Linked DNA regions of Siniperca chuatsi: region 2 is linked to region 1. Evidence: chromatin contacts called from public Hi-C data. All regions are on one chromosome and are shown on one strand. The core of a region is the stretch at or near the end of the contact, and the rest is flanking DNA. Distances in the headings are between cores, read along the strand shown.

Region 1 (2,700 bases), core at 194-2,693:
TAGTGAGAGTACAATAACGACAGAAAGTGAAAACGATGTTGATGTTTATCGGAGAGGATTTCCACATGACATTGGATTTGGACAGAGGCCTGGCTGTGTGGCTGGCTTACTGATTGCAGAAGTAAAGAAACACAGTTTGTTTGATGTCTGGTAACTAATTAACTACTCAGACCTGTAGAAATCCCTCTTATTGTTCTGAGAATTTTTCTTTTCATATTTACCGACGTATTTTGATATTATAGCCAACAGCAGATCTTTGTTGAAACATACTGTACAGCTGAACAAGCTCTTGCTTGGCAACTTGATTCTCTATTCCTCAGAGACTCTGTGTCTCTAGTTTCTATTAAAAGGGAGTGACTGCAGGTCATTCATGCCAGGAATGTGATCCTGCTGTCAGGATGATTGTCTGTCTGCTCCTTGAAGATATTAGGCTAAAACTGATGAGTATAAATTCATCATGTAAAACCAAGTGACGGTGTAGTCGTGAGGCAAAAGGTAACAATAACATTAATAAATAATGTTTGCCGTGTTGTCTTCCTTTTCATCACTATCGACTATCAATGATATCAATAATTTATTGGCTAAAGTGACTCCTGTACTACAAGACACCTCCTGTACCTTTAGTATAAACCAGTTTCTGACTTTATTTAATTGGAAGAATCAAATCAAATCATTTACTTTAGTAAAAGTAGCAATACCACACTACAAAAATACTCCATTACAAGTAAAACTCTTGCATTCAAAATTTGACTGAAGTAAACAAGAAGTATCAGCAACAAAGTCTACTTAAAGTATCAAAAGTAAAAGTACTCATTATATAGAATGATCCCTACAGTATCCGTTTTATATTAGTGTATAATTGGATCATTATTATGATCTATTAATTTGTAAGCAGTACTTAAATTGGTCAATGTGGAGATCATTTTAACTACTTCATATAGTGGTGGGTAGTTTAATCTGTAATAATACATCATATGTTTTATATAACTTTATATGTTTTGGTGTAAAATCTTAATTTGAAAAGTGACTAGTAACTTCAGCTGCCCAATACATGTAGTGGAGTTAAAAGTACAATATTTCCCTCTTAAATGTAGTGGAGTAGAAGTAAAATGAAAATACTCAAGTAAAGTAGAATTACAGTACTTTATATGTACTTTCCACCATTGCACAGTGGTTGACCAAGCTTTAGATAAAAGAACATAAAACACAATTTTATTGCTTATAAAAACTGTGAAATAGACCAATATTATATAGTAGAAATATATTTTGTAGTTTTTAGAGCATTACTAAGACTAAAAATCTTTGCAAGTATAGCTATAACAGGAAGATAGTATCAAACTCCTCAACTGTGCGGTGAACAGTAAGTACCAGCCCCCATTAGCCACTCCTGTTGATAAGAAGTGCTCCACCTGTACCAGCCCGAGAAAGAGGACCCGCCCTGTGAAAGTCTTGCTCTCAGGGCAGGAGGCACGGACCAGGGAGGCTGATGAAATGTGGCCCAACAGGTCTGATGGGATTGCAGAGACAAACAGAGAGAGTCAGAGTCAGAGAGGCAGGGAGGTTGCTGAGTGACTGACAAGCCTGTCAGCCAGGTGGACGTAGGAACAGTCTTGTTGGACTTAAGACAATGACATAGCTGAGTGTGGAACTGGATTGCATCTGATCTTTTATCTGACTGAGAGGAAACCTCGGGGCCCTGTGGACTCCCACCACCACCAGCAGACTCGACAGAGTGGAATTTCCCCTCCTTTTCCCTGGCAGATGGTCACTCTGAAAGTTTGAGCAGAACTCAGGAAGAAGAGTGAGAGGAAGGGTGGGAGGAGGTCCGGAGAGGGAGAGGAAGAGAAACGAGGAGTGGGCAGTAGAGGAGACATGCTTCGCTACGGTTCAGGACGAATTGTTTCCACCACCACCACCACAACAGAGGATTCTCCAGATTCTGAGGTAAGAAGTCCCAGAGAAGCCAGGACACTAAAACTCTCCCTCTGTCTCCCCCATTTTCTCTCTCCTTTCTCCCCTGTTTTGCAAACAGTCCAGTGTTTTTCTCCCTCTTCTGTTTGTCCCTTGTTGCTTTTAACTCTGCAGCCACTTGTTTCTTGTCTGTATACAGACAATGAAAGTAGATGAAGGAGACAAATTCTCTCAGTCCCAGCTAACATTTTCTGTCTTCTGATCATCTGAAAATTCATGTTTGTTATAGGATGTGTTCACTTTCAAGAGCATGTAATGGGAGCTGAGTGTGCAAGAGGCAGGGCTGTCATGTTTATTTGAACAGCTCCCTGATAAATAGGCCTTTGTACTGAACCGGCCTTTAAACCTATTCCCGTTGTTTTCTAATGAAGAAAGAACCTATTATAATTTAGTAAACTGAGCATGCGTTCATTACTATTTCCTTTTTGGAATAATGTTTTAAAATAAAACTTTTCAAAATATCTAATTGTACAAAATGTTTGTTACACAGCCAAACAAAGCACTCACTGTGGTGATGTATCTGTAGCACAGCTTCACAGCATAAACTTTGTTTCTGGCTCTGTTGCCATTGTCTATAAATAAACTCATGGTGGTTGACTGTGGAGGTCTCTGAGCTTTGTCAACCATTCAATCCCTTAGTTTCGGTGATGTTTTAATGTCCACTCTTCTATCTTTTCTCATGATGACATGATGCAAAAAAGAATTTGCGTGCAGAACATCACTAACAGT
Region 2 (2,700 bases), core at 114-2,613, 140 kb before region 1:
ATTTTGGTGAATTCAGGGTTTATTTCAACCAAACCAGAGTTGGTGATTGTTGGAACAGTGGAAAGACTAACAAATACGGTTTTGGTGAGTTTTATTTTGCTTCTGTCTAGTTTGAATGAAGTGTGTTTAACAATGATCTGCCAGGTAAAATTACTGTTTTTCTCAACGGAGTGTGGTGCGCCATAGGCCCATTTGTTTTGGTCTGAGATGCTGGTGCTCTAGTGCGACATTTAGTGGCAGTGAATGTCGCTTACAGCTCCTTTAAAGGACAGATGTCCATACTAATTTGTACGAACTGAAAACACCAAACGTTTTATATTCAGTTATATTTGTCTGAGTATATTGACGATGCATTGCATTAATGTATATAATCATGCAACATGAGAAATGAGATATGTTATTTCCATCTGAATAGGAAACATAATCCCAACTTGGGAAACTGGTTACAATTGTTTGTTATATTTTTTTTATCATGCAGCGGACGGAATTTTTTTCATCCAGATGGTTAGAAAAGGCATTTTGAATTCTCTAGATACCTTCAGGACAGCGGTTAGTATAATGACCCTCTGGGGTTTTGAAAGGTCGAGGGTTTTTTATTTTTAAGAAAACTCTGTGAGTGTAGCCTAATGGTACTTCGAGAGAGGCGCAAACTGGCGCTAACTTTCCCTGTAAGGTCTGTTTAGTGTCAGTTTTGTTCACCAATTATAACTACCTTTCCACTACATGTAACGGCCTAGTTTAAAGAAATATCCCTCTTTCCAGCCGCAAATGTGCTCTCAAATACAAAACACACACTTGGGATTTCTAGCCAACGTAATCTATAAAACCATACCTTCAACAGGTAAAACAACTGATTTACCTCTGTTCGGCTCCTGTCATCTGCTGGCAGAGGTGTGCTGAGCTCCTCTTGCTGTCTCCCAGAGAAAACGGACGGAATTACGTGGGACTTGAGGATTTTTCGGGGCGTTGTTTTCATAAGTTCTGCCTGTATGTCCGGTTCGTAATCCTCCGGTTTAAAATGCTGGCTACAGACTCTTATATTACCGTACTTACTTACTGGTGTGTTTTCGTCAAATTTGGGGTTCTGTATGGCCTTTAACCACTTTCTACATCGCTCCGGGTCTCTTGTGGGCAGAGAGTGGAACACGACTCCCCGGGACCTCGCCTTCTTGTAGCCCTTGCAGCCCGGCACAGAGCACATCCCCGGCATTGTTACGCAAGTACAAACTAACCACAGTGTAAAAGAAGCGAGGAATTACTGACTGACGACCGCCACCATTCCTGAGTTGTCTGTAATACAGCGACCAACAGTCTGAGCCAGCAATTGGTGAACGTGACCGCTAAGCGTAAACACAAGAGCGTCCAGACGTTGCCGCTTTGCATTCTGGGAAATGTAGTAGTCAGGGTTTTTTTGGTATTTTTTTTTACGGGTAAAACTATAGAGGAGGAAGAGAGACAGTAGCCGGAGCGTTAGCTACATCTAGCTCTGCTGTATCGATTTCATTTGTTAAACTTTAGTTAACTGAAATACTAAATCACAAGGTTTACAATTTTGCTAAGAAACACACACACGCGCAAACGTTGGTCACGTGATAACAACTGAACCATCTCCATGACAACTGACTTCCACCCACTGATAACGGCCACGAGATGTGCCTGGAAGCTCTTGAACTTCCGGTAAGACCTTATGCTATGAATTACTTGTCAAATGACGTTTTATGAAGTCCAAGATGGACCTTCGAGCTCAAAATTAAAAATGTATGTTTAGGAATATGATAAAAAGGCTTTACTCCCTTTTTATGACTGCTACATTTCATACAATATTTCTAACATAAGTCAAGTCTTTATTTCTATAGCCCAATATCACAAATCACAATTTGCCTCAAAGGGCTTTCCAGTCTGTACAGCATACGAAACCCTCTGTCCTTAGACCGTCGATACAGATAAGGAAAAGCTCCCCCAAAAAACCCTTTTTAACTAGGAAAAAATGGAAGAAACCTCTAAGAGCAACAGAGGAGGGGTCTCTCTCCCAGGACGGACAGACATGCAATGGATGTCTTGTGTACAAAATAGATTCACAACAGAAAGTCAAACATGACAATATACAATTACGATGACAACATGTAAAACATAACACTTCCATATGGAACTCAAAAATGGTCAATATTAAAAACATAAATAATACATTATGGAATAAATAATGATGAAATAAATTACAAAATCACTCAGTTATTAATGTTATATCATCTTTCTTATTTTCATAGTAACCATTTTATTGGAAGTTAATTTTTATAGGTCATTATAGGTGTTTTATTTGCAATTTTTATTTAAATTCCCTTATTTAAGTCTTTTATTTCGCAGTAGCACTTTTCCCCAGTGACACTTTTATTTTATATCCGTTTTCATAACAGAATTGTCTTACTGCTCACCTTTCAACCAATCACATTCTCCCAGCCTCTTTGAAGGCTCAGCAACTACCAGCAAACCAGACCGAGTTTTTGGTGTTTTTAAATAAACAAACCTGAGTTAAATATTTATTTTGAAGTGTTGGTTACACATGCTGACAGCATGGCATTCCCAGAGATGGAACAGTTTAATCTTCATCCATCCTGAGTTTGTTTTACATGTGTCTTATTGTGGACCTCCAAACTGTCCAAACTGGATCGGATAAGGAAATAGTATAGGGGTACTCCATGACTC

Evidence for each region. Hi-C and Micro-C count contacts between places; a contact is called where the count stands out from the background.
Region 2: a contact with region 1 is called in a Hi-C map of skeletal muscle, with 5 times the contacts expected there. The contact joins the promoter of LOC122876591 here to the promoter of LOC122876316 in region 1. A contact is called at or near these places in 2 of 3 Hi-C or Micro-C datasets (skeletal muscle and an unstated tissue).

What each region holds. Positions count from the first base shown.
Region 1 is chrLG1:18,163,212-18,165,911 of ASM2008510v1, reverse strand. LOC122876316 (myocardial zonula adherens protein) reads left to right here and starts at 1,443. Exons shown (of 14, transcript XM_044196522.1): 1 at 1,443-1,944. The coding sequence starts at 1,873.
Region 2 is chrLG1:18,301,286-18,303,985 of ASM2008510v1, reverse strand. LOC122876591 reads right to left here and starts at 1,363. Exons shown (of 13, transcript XM_044197136.1): 1 at 860-1,363. The coding sequence starts at 1,210.